3 separate regions of the Mus musculus genome follow, and all the other regions are linked to region 1. Evidence: chromatin contacts called from public Hi-C data. All regions are on one chromosome and are shown on one strand. Each heading gives the region's core, a stretch centred on a gene start, on an enhancer-like site or on the middle of the called end of the contact. The rest is flanking DNA. Distances are from core to core; before and after follow the strand shown. Region 1 overlaps Ptbp3 (polypyrimidine tract binding protein 3). Region 2 overlaps Susd1 (sushi domain containing 1). Region 3 has its middle 14 kb from the start of Hsdl2.

Region 1 (3,625 bases), core at 304-2,803:
TTCTTGGTTGTCTTTTGTTATTTGTTTTTTTCCTTGCCACTCATTGTTACCCAGATCTTTAAAAACACATCCCATATCCAGGAAGTACTAATCACCAAGATTGCTGACCACACCAAGTTTTACACTGAAGTTTCACCTCATTGCTCTGACCAAAGACTGCTTGTTCTGGTTTTAACTCAAAGGTGAAGCATTTTCCCTGAGCTCTTTCCTAAAAGATCCCATGCAGAGCGGCCTTGACTTTTCCTTTCCTATTGGTGAATAGACTACTTAGAGAAAATGGGAGTTGACCATGAACAGAGCGAGACAGAAGGATGGACGGTTGTTTTCAGAACTGTATTTGAGGAAGGAATAGCACAGCTAGACGCCTCGAACATTGTCTAATGTTTTACATGGTCTGTTCATAAAATTCCCTTTTCTGTTTGTAAGGATGTTCATCTAACAGAAGAAAATGCTGTAAATATTTGTAACAACATTTTTTAAACCAGGCCAAAAAGAAAAAAAAAAAAGGTTTTCGGGAACAAGTTAACATATAAAGTGGTTTTATATAAAACAGCGATTGTCTTGTATATTTTGATAAGCAGCAGTACCAGATTTCATTTGTAATACAGTTTGTGGTATTGGAAGAAAAGGATTCTGTGATTGTCTAAGTGAATTATGTTATAAATGCAAAGAGGAGAAAATATTAAAAAACGTATTTTCTAACTGTGTAGTGCATGGTTAATTCAAGCTTCTGTACACTACAATATTGATTCCGCTTCCCTTAGGTTTGTATATTTGATAACTGTTCCTTGGAATCTCAGCCTCTTTTCCTAACACATATAGCATTGTAGCATGCCTTTTAATAAATGTCATGGCATCTGTACTCTCTTAAGGTTTTTCTGTGTTCTTGTCTGTACTTTGGGTTCCCTTTTGTCTTACCTGTAATCCCAATGATGTCATTTGTTTTGTTTTGTTTTGTTTTCCCCATGGCTATCCATCTCAAGTTGTCACACTGGATAGTAGATACTTTAACAACTTTAAACGCCGGGCATTTAAAGAAGAAAAGCCAAAGTCATCTATTCTTTAGGTATAATTCTCATTTTTAATGAAAAAAGCACTTCCCTGTTTTTAAAACATACTGCTTTGTCAGGCATCCTCCATTGCACATATAAATCAGTGTACTCCAAGGCTCCTCCCCTCCTTTCCCCTTTGTATCCAGGGAGGCATGGAGGATATGACCTTCAGTGAGTTGGAGTCCTTTTGAGTTCAGTTGCTAGCTGGCCATATATTGCTTCACTCCAGACAAACACTGGAGTTCAGGAGTCCTGAAGAGTCATGTCTGTTTTACTCAAAATCTCTAGAAAGTGGGCATTTATTTTTAGCACAAAAGGAAATTTTACAACACTGCTCATTACCTACAGCTTACCCATAGGATCTATTATTCACTTAAATGTTACTAAATAACAATTTCAGTAAAAAGGGGCAGAAGAAAAAGATAACCCTATAACCAAATGAAACTTTGATCAGTTGATTAACTGAAATGTGTACAGCAGAGGGCATAGGGTTATCACCAAGAGCTGTGCCAGTTTTAACATGACAACTAAGAGACCATGCTTCAGTTTTCAGTTGATTGCAGTTCTCTTTACCTTTACTGCCTGCTACACGTAAGTGCTATGGTTTTATATTCCCAAGCACAGATAACAGCAGGATTGTGAAGGTCCATCCACAGTGATAGGGGGATGGGATGGACAGGGCTTATGTCCTCTTTACCAAGCCCAACTTAAAAGACACTGGGTATCTTTTAAAGACGACAGTGTGCTGGGAGCATTTTGCTAAAAAATTTAAGCTGACTATATAGTTTGGCAAACCTAGCCCTTTAAAAAGTTCATTCCTTGCAGTTATAGGGCCTGAAAATTCAAGTTGTTTTTCAACTTCAGTGGGAATTTGACACCATTTCTCTTCATGTGCAGTTTTTCTTCTGATACTACCTGTCTTGCTGTGTAGATCTTGTGGTCTTTGTGTGCCTCCCTTTGGTTCTCTTCCCTTGTGTTTGTCCTAATCTTACAGGGCAAGCAAACTTGGTGTAGTGGCACATGCCTGTAGTCCCAGCACTGCAGAAGTAGAGACAGGAGGGAGGATCACTTGGGTTCCACTCAGAGATGATGTTTCAAAGCAACAGAACAGGCATAATTAAGCCCAACCATACCATCTCACCTTGCTTTATCTACTATAGGCCTTGTCTCTAAATACAGTGTGAGATGTGGGGAGTTAGACTTCAAATGTGAGTTGGAATGAGGGGTACACAGTTCAGCCCACAGCACTGTGGAATAGGAATTACTCAGCAACTTACACTGCTTATGCCAACAGTTGAGTTGCATGCTGGGAAAGTAAACATTAAATGCATGTGACTTTTGGGAGAATGCAGTATAGTGGCCATAAAGACCATCTAATTTTAAATCATACCTTTGAATTTCTGCCTCTAAAGTTCCAAAGCTGGATGGTGTAGCTGCTATTCTGCCAAAATAAATACTGCTGAAGCTGCCATACAACTAGTGATATGGCAGTACCTATTTTTTACTAATCATATACTTCTACTCTAGACATAAGCCATTTGAAAGCATTCATTGTTGCTCAGACAGGTGTTATTTGAAGAAAAAAGAATAATAGAACACAAGTCTGTGTGTGTGTGTGTGTGTGTGTGTTTGGGACAGCGTTTCTCTAGCCCTGGCTGACCTGGGATTCAACTTTGTAGACCAGGCTGGCCTCAAACTCAAGAGATCTGCCTGCCTATGCCTCCTGAGTGCTGGGATTAAAGGTGTGTGCCACCATTGCCCAGCCGGAACCTGTTTGCTGAAACAAGGTCCCATGGCCCAGGCTAGTTTCTAACTCTTAAATAGTGCTGGGGTTAAAGGCATGCACTACCACTGCCTGGCTTCTGGGTCTAGTTAATCCTCAATGTGTTAATACTTGGATGGTGCTACTGGGTAAAACAGATGGTTAAAAGGATTAAAGCTATCTTGTGTCTGTTATAGAGATTTCTTTCCCAAGGCATTCCTACGTCATGCCTTTTTTTGTTGTTGTTTCTTGAAATTAATGGGAATTTGTCTTTTTTGAGTTCCTATCTTAACAATTAAAAGGATAAAAATAAATGGTTTCATGAAAGTTAACTCCATTTCTGAACCATTGGGTTTCAGCATGGAATTCACAACTAGTCTAAAGAAATAGAAAAAGAATGGATGAATTCCTGTGAAGAGGCAGTAATGGTTCTTTTGGAAGAAAGTGCCCTCTGTTAGATTTAAGTCAGCACCTATATCTTTGTTCTTGGCCTAAGATTATAGAATTTGCAGAATTCTTGATCTTGGAAGAATACAAATGTCAAGTTGTAATCTGCTTATAGAGATTGTCCTTAACCAAAAGAAAGCAGATATTGAGTATCTAAATGTCAGCAGATGTACACTTTAGAATCAGATGCAGATCAAGAGATAATAGAACATTTTAAAATGGGGCTGTACAGTGATTACATAGAAGAGTCTCGCAGATGGGATGTCAATCAATAGAAGCAGTACAGAACTTAGAGGACGTATTTGCATCAGGTTCAGAAATAGGACCTTGGAGTGACCTTGGCAAAGGAAGAGATTGAGAGGCG
Region 2 (3,625 bases), core at 801-3,300, 110 kb after region 1:
ATATATTTCATTTATGCAATTTACATTGCATCCTTATGTTTTTGCATACTTGGGAAATTATATATTTTCAAACGCATGGTTCTTTCCCACAGCCTCAAGGGCTGTCCTGAAGGTCCCTGCATTTACCATTTTGCTGAGATGTTAGCCACACCTTCACCTCCTTAATTTGTGCTGTCTCTGAACATTGTGGAGGCATCAATGTTAACGGGGAGGACATTCCTCAAAGGAGGAACATCAAATATGTACATTATGCCCACAGCAGCCATTGACACTTGTGGAGGCCCACGCCTGCTGGCCCTGTCCCAGGGGCAGGAACTATGTTATTCTGTCCCTATCAAGGCCATGCTGGACCTGGCAATCTTCCAGAAGACAGAAATGTTATCTCTGCTGCACTGGGCACTGGCTGAATCCAGGGGGTTCACAGCTGGGCCATCCAGGAGCATGGCCCCATGTAAAGAATAAGCTGTTACTTCTGTTTCAGGATGAGATGAACTAGAGTGCGTTGGCCTTAGAGGAGGCATAAGGTCCCTTCCTCCCTCCCTCTCCTAACTGGAAGCTGGGGTCTGTCTGTCTCAGCTTCTGAGGGTTAGAAAAGTGACTGAGCCCAGGATCCAAAATGGGGAGAGCGGCAGCCCTATGTCCCAGATTGTTCATTGGCTGAGCCTTTGTGTCCAAGGTCTATGAGAGTGATTTGGACGGAGTCCAAGTTCCAGCCTATAGAAGAGGACAGAAATTTCTCCAGGATTTTTAAAACCCCTATTTTTGTGCTAGATCAGTGATTTGGCTTCCCCCTTCTGCATGATGGTATATTAAAAACTGTTTCATGCTCACCAGTCTCTTGGATTTTTTATTACTGTGTTTGCAGCAGTCTGACTCACAGTAGGGGTATAATGACGCCCCTTGGTGCTCCTTAGAAACGCCTCCTTTGTGGATTTTCCTGGAAGCCATATAGAGGCCAGCGATGTTAACTACACAGCTCCCAGCTAGTGCTAAGGAGCACGGGGTCTTTAGCGTTCCCTCTCTCCCTCCCTGCCTCCCACCCTTTCTCCTTTCTTCTTTTCCTTAGAGAACCCACTCACTCAGGACTTCACACAAACTGGGCAAGCATTCTCCCACTGGGCCACGATGCCAGGGTCCCTTCTACCATTTCTTCACTTCTCTGGGCTTAGCAGTGAAGTTTCAGGGTTTCCTCTCTGGAGGAGCTGCAAAATGAAGGGCCTGCTCCTCTCTGGTCAGGACCCCACCCCCTACCCCCTAACCCCCACCCCATTTCCTGTTCACTTTCGCTTCTAGCAGGCCAGTTTGGCAGGCAGTATGACTTTTGCACAGGAGACTGTAACGCTCAAGACATTAGTGCATTTCTGTCCATCTCACCAAGTGTGGGATGACCAGGAGAGGTATTAGGCACAGGTTCACGGGTTCCATCCCAGAAGTTCTGAGTCAGTATGCACAGGTGCTCACTCAGGGTCTACCCACCTGATTCTGCCAGTCCACTTGGGTAGTATTGTTTTAGCCACACACAACTTAGCTACTCCTGGCCAATTACAATGTCCATGCAGGCAGAGATATGAGAAGGGAGGGAGGAAGGAAGTTAGAGAGGAAAAAAAGGAGAGATAGCTAAAATAATTCTATAGTTCATATCCAAGATGCTAATGTGCTAAAACTTGATCTGATCGATACATTTTTCCTAATAATCAAATACCCACTTCCTCTATTCCTGCATTCTTGACTTAGAGACCCTGCATGCGCTGTATAACCTGTTCAGGCACTCTCTTCATCATATTAGGTTCCAGCCAGTGTATGCACTTTTTGTAGTGAGAAACCAAATCTTAATTTTCCTTGCCACGTGGGATTACACAGGATTAATAGGCAAAGTATTGTCTTTACTGTTGTGGGCAACTCCCAGAATGACCCTCAGCACAGATTAGAGTGTGGTCATTTTAGAGAAGATTTAAATACAATGGGGTTATCCAGCTGGTCTTAGGCTGAGCCGCAGACAGCAGTGGGCAGATAACCTATTACCTACTTCTTGGAGGCCGGGGCTACATGAAGTACCGCAGGCTGCAGAGATCAGCATACTGCAACGTGTTTGCTCAGTAACCCGTGACACACGAACTCTGTGCAACAGGAAATGTGACCCAAGGAATGGAGCTTCCTGTCCATCGGGTCTGGTATTTACTGTTCCTTGAGGCTGAATGAGCGGTGAATTGTCTTTGCTTTTGTGGACTATGGCAAGGAAGTGACCACCACCCTTCGCCCACTTTAGCAAGGGAAATGACCTTTGTGATGTTGAACACTGGGGGCTTGAATACAAATATCCGTATCATCCCAGGTATCTACATTAGGAAAGCAATTCACAGGGCTTAGTTATATCCTTAGAGTTCATTTATTTCAACATTGGAATTCTGCGATCTGTTTAGCAGACCTGTCAGAAAGGGAGGTGAGACATTGTGGGTAAGATTTTTACCACTTCAGTATTTTCACAAGTGTGTTCTGCCCTCGACATGACGTGGGGATTTCTGATTCCAGGGTGTCCCATCATTGGACAGCTCTTCACAGGAAGTTTGTAGGGCTGTTTTTATATATTGCCTCTGCACATGGGTTGAGTCTGAAGAGACACATTAGAAATGGCTGCTCTCTCTCTCTCTGTAGATCTGGCTTAAGCGAGTGACTTAAGTCACTCTTTTAGGTATGATTGCAGTAATACTGCTTCTTTCAACTTGAGATCTGGTGCATGCTTGAACCAGAGACTGTACCTGAGACCCAAGTCCCCAGGTGACTGGTCTTTGGCACTGGTGAGAAACATCGGCTTCTGATTGGTGGCTGCTGCTTAGCTCTCTAGTGGGAAGCTTCGACCCTGGAGAGCTGAGCCAGGAGAACAATGTGAATCTGCCCAGACAGTGATGGACCTCAATTTGTCTCTGAATAATGTAGTTGCATACCGATAGCCTGAAATCTTTCATGGTAACCAGATACTAAATTTATCCAAAGAAACATTTTCATACTATAACCAAAAACTCTCAACTTTGAACCTTTCACCTCCATAGTTTCTTTAAGTTAAGCTATTTGAAAAATATCTGGATATATCTAGGTAATAGAAATGACCTCACTGTTTATAGAGCAATTATAAAAATCATAGCTTTAATTCAACATGGTAGATTTTTTTTCTTCTTTGAGACAGGGTTTCTCTGTAGCCCTGGCTATCCTGGAACTCACTCTGTAGACCAGGCTGGCCTTGAACTCAGAAATCCGCCTGCCTCTGCCTTCGAAGTGCTGGGACTAAAGGCGTGCGCCACCACGCCCAGCTTGATTTTTTTTTTTAATCATTCTTTTTGGCAGTATCTGGATAACATCGATATCTTTCTTTAGGCTGCTTCTAATCAGGGACCAGAAGACCCCCTCCCATGGATGCTTAGGACCATGCTTATTTCTCTTAAGCAGGGTTAGGCATGTTTGTAGCACAAGCTTGATAAGAATTCAGGAACATTAAAGAAACAACAGCTGACATTCTTTCCAGGGAATGAAGCTATAGAAGTGTATTTCTAACCTTCTCATCTCACCAAGAAGTGCTTCCTTTAGCCCTCTGTCCTTTCTGTTTACTTCCTTGAGTGGGGCGTGCAGGGGC
Region 3 (3,625 bases), core at 327-2,826, 97 kb before region 1:
TTTAAACGCTCCCCCATCTGGTGGCTAACAACCACCTGTAATTCCAGACTCATGCGATCTAAAGCCCTCCTCTTCTGGACTCCATGGGTACCTTCATATGCTTAAACACACACACACTAAAATTGTTTTGAATTTTTTAAAATTTTAATTAAAAAATAAATCTTTTAAAAAGAAAAAAAATTAACTGTATGTTATGACCAAGGGCAGATATTTTCAGTGACTTTAGGAGAGTCAAGGGTCTCTTGAAAATGTTCGTTTTCTTCTCACACAAGATAGGTCGCTTTGCCCCAGAGTCGCCTTCTGAGAAATCCCTGGAGTTTTCCGAGTGTAGCAATTGCTTCTGTTATGGTACCAACCTTCCATATAGGATTCCTGTGTCTCCTCTTGTTTGCTTCATTACTGTCAGGGGTTATGCGATGTTGTAGGATATCCTCATCCCTGTACTGTCATTTGTATTTCCCTGGTGATGATGTGTAATCCCAAAGGCAAGGGAGAGAGCACCCTCTTCTAATACTGGCCTTTATATTATCATTACGTTTTTCATCTCTTTAAAGCAGAGGGAAGACTTTATATCAACTACACTGTATCAAAACATAGTTTTGTTCTTTTTTTTTTTTTTTTTTTTTTTTAATGTTTAAGATAGGGTCTTTTTATGTAGCCCTGGCTGGCCTGGAACTCACACTTCTTCCATGTCAGCCTTCCAAATTCTGGGGCTACAGGCATGGACTAGCAAGCCCACTTCTGGTTTTGTTTTGCTGAGTGTATTACAGAGCTCTTTCCATGTTTATACCCAAAAAAAACCTACCTTAACCGTGTGTGTGTGTGTGTGTGTGTGTGTGTACATCATGTGTACTTGACTGTGGATGTGTGTGCTCTGGGTGAGTGTGTAAAAGTCAGAGGATGACTTCAACTTTGTGGACTTAGTTCTCTACCCAACCTTTAAGGGAGTTTCAAGGATCAAACTTAGATAGCCATGCCTCTCTGTGACAAGCACCTTTGCCTGCTGAACTTTCTTATCAATTCCCTACCTTAACTGTTTAAAAGCAGTTTATAGTCTGTCTTCATCTGAGTGTGTTCCAAATTAATGTAATCCTTTGTATCTGCGGTGAAACACAAATTTAAGACATTTAGGTATTTTCAGACTTGTCTCTATGATAAAGTGTTGCCATAAAAAATATTTGGACATGTGTGTACTCTTGCTCAGCACCCCTATTTCTCTACCATATATTTCTGAAAGTAAAACTGTTTGCTCGATGGATAATCACATGTATATTTTTCATGACACAGCTAATAACTGACAGCAAGATTTCCCAACCTTAATGGTTGGCCTTTGTGGTTAAATAATTCTTGTGTAGAAGGCTATTGTGGGCGTTATATAATAAGTTCAATAACTTCCTGGTCTGTAATCTATAGATGCCAATAGCACCCTTTGCCAGTTTATCCACTTACTATAGTAAAACACACCTAACATAAAGTCTACCACTCTAACCTATTTTACAAGGAGAGCTAGCTGAGCAGCACTAGATACATGACACTGTTGTGTAACTTTGCCTCATCCATTGCCAGTTCTGAGTTTGAACAGCCAAAAACTGTCCCTTAAAATTGCTGAAAATCTCCAGAGGGCAAGTTGTTGTGATGGTTTGCAACACCACGGAGAAAAATCTAGAGTGCAAATGTCATGAACGGCAGTAGCAACAGCCTGCAAAACAAAGGCTGAGGAGGTTAAAGGAAAAACAACAACACGCTGTCCAGGATCTCAGTGTCTCTCCTACAAAGAAAAGACATGGCTATGGAGAACATTATCAAAAGCGGGTTGTGGTGATCCATGCCTGTAATTCACTGATTGGGGGGCTAAGTCAAGAAGGTAGTGAGTTTCAGGCAAGCCCTGGACTCCAAGTAAGATTCGAGCTCATAAAAAAACAAACAGAAGTTTGCTTTTTTTGTTGTTTTTTGAGAACACAAAAACGTGAGAGAATAGATAGCAACTATAAAGGGAAGATAATGCATGCAGGGCTTTTTTTTTTTTTTTTCTTTTTTCTTTTTTTTCGAGACAGGATTTCTCTGTAGCCTTGGCTGTCCTGGAACTCACTTTGTAGACCAGGCTGGCCTCGAACTCAGAAATCTGCCTGCCTCTGCCTCCCAAGTGCTGGGATTAAAGGCATGTGCCACCACGCCCTGCAGGTCTTATTTTTGAGGTCCAGGCTAGCCTTAAATTGATGGCAGCTTTCTGAGTACTGGGACTGCAGGCATGAACCATTTCTTGGCTGCAATATGTGTGAGTACAGATATATTAAACATATACATTGATCTTTAGTGTGTAGATTTTAAGTGGATTACTGGATCATAGGGTGCTTCAAGTTCTAGTTATCCATAGGCTTAGATTTTTTTAAAAACCTACTTTAATAAGGGTTCTCAAATGCTTTGACTCTCCTTTCTATCTAGCTCACTGTCCAAAGGTAGGGAGAAAAGATTTGGACAAGGGGATGCGGACCTGTTTAGAAGTAGTTCATTGGGGTCATTTCAATCTCCATTTGTCAGGATGCCAGCAGTCCAGTTCAGTGGTGTCAGGATAGAAAGCATGAATCAGCAGTGGTGGCACGATCCAGCAGAAACTGCCAGGCATCCACCAAATCAGCAGGAGTCAGTGGAAGCGACCAGGACCAGCTGGAGTTCTCTGCCATGCCTCTCTCACAAAGTGAAGACCAGTGAAGACGCAAGACCAACAAAGAGCTATGCAGTTGTATTGTCACTGTCTGCTGAGTCCTATTTACACTCTTTCCAAACACCATGTATCCTCTCACAGGTCTTGCCTCAGCAAAACACCACCTAAGTCTGCACCATATGACACAACCAGAAACTTGCTCGTCAATTATCTGAGACACTTCAATGAAGTTACCCATAATAGTAGCAATATTAATTCATATGTTCACCAACAGCATGTGAGTCTCCCTTTCTTTTCATATTCACCAGTTATTTGGTATATTTTTTTAAATCTATTATTTATTTGTGTGTATGGTCAATTATTGCTTTCGTTTCCTGTGCTTTAAGGGTCAGACCCAAAAGATCTTCGTCAATACTGTTGTTCTAAGGCATTTCTCCTCTATTTCCTTCCACTGGTTACATAGTTTGGGGTCTTAAATTTAAGCTCACTGGCTAGTCTAGCTGGGCTGGCCAAGGAGCCCCAAGGGATCCAACTGTCTCTGCCACCCAACAGGCCACCACTCGGGACTTTTTGTATAAGGATTCTGGAAATTAACTCAGGTCCCTGTGTTTTCAGTGTGAGCATTTTACTACCCGAGCCTCCATAGCCCCAGGCTTGTCATAGAATGTGCTTATTTGTAATTTCTTTCTTTTTCACTAAGTTCTGCTTTGTTCTTATCTTCTAGTTCCGAATGATACATTGTTCCGTTGTGTGTCTGCAATCTACTTTGTTGATGCAAGCACTCTTTCCTGTAGACTTCCTCTGAGCACTGTTTTTGTTTTTTTGTTTTTTTGTTTCTTTAACTGAATCCTGAAGGTTTCAATATGCTGTGTTTTCATTTTCATTCCTTTCAAGACATTTTAAACTTCCCCTTTTTATTTTTCAATGGCTTGTTCATTCATGAGAATGTTGCTTAATTTACAC

The links. A called contact is a pair of places that touch in the nucleus more often than the background predicts.
Region 2: a contact with region 1 is called in a Hi-C map of liver, with 2.7 times the contacts expected there. The contact joins two enhancer-like sites. A contact is called at or near these places in 55 of 484 Hi-C or Micro-C datasets (B cells, the C2C12 cell line, CD4 T cells and 30 more), 4 of 115 datasets of contacts at active chromatin or transcription factors (CD8 T cells, bone marrow-derived dendritic cells, embryonic stem cells and 1 more) and 4 of 9 other capture datasets (adipose tissue, embryonic stem cells, liver and 1 more).
Region 3: a contact with region 1 is called in a Hi-C map of liver, with 3 times the contacts expected there. The contact joins two enhancer-like sites. A contact is called at or near these places in 2 of 39 promoter capture datasets (the C10 cell line and liver), 1 of 15 datasets of contacts at CTCF or cohesin (the NIH/3T3 cell line), 18 of 484 Hi-C or Micro-C datasets (B cells, CD4 T cells, the G1E-ER4 cell line and 11 more), 7 of 115 datasets of contacts at active chromatin or transcription factors (CD8 T cells, bone marrow-derived macrophages, embryonic stem cells and 2 more) and 4 of 9 other capture datasets (adipose tissue, embryonic stem cells, liver and 1 more).

What each region holds. Positions count from the first base shown.
Region 1 is chr4:59,469,114-59,472,738 of GRCm38.p6, reverse strand. It overlaps Ptbp3 (polypyrimidine tract binding protein 3), which reads left to right. Exons shown (of 14, transcript NM_178164.3): 14 at 1-871. Among named protein-coding and RNA genes, the nearest start is that of Susd1, 32 kb to the right of the region's middle. Within about 2 kb of position 1,553, at least 2 of the 459 cell types and tissues checked have an H3K27ac peak or open chromatin away from gene starts, as enhancers often do. A contact at or near this core is called in liver, where this site is marked.
Region 2 is chr4:59,361,721-59,365,345 of GRCm38.p6, reverse strand. All of the region lies in intron 10 of Susd1 (sushi domain containing 1), which reads left to right. Among named protein-coding and RNA genes, the nearest start is that of Susd1, 75 kb to the left of the region's middle. Within about 2 kb of position 2,050, at least 54 of the 459 cell types and tissues checked have an H3K27ac peak or open chromatin away from gene starts, as enhancers often do. A contact at or near this core is called in liver, where this site is marked.
Region 3 is chr4:59,565,787-59,569,411 of GRCm38.p6, reverse strand. No RefSeq gene overlaps it. Among named protein-coding and RNA genes, the nearest start is that of Hsdl2, 14 kb to the left of the region's middle. Within about 2 kb of position 1,576, at least 27 of the 459 cell types and tissues checked have an H3K27ac peak or open chromatin away from gene starts, as enhancers often do. A contact at or near this core is called in liver, where this site is marked.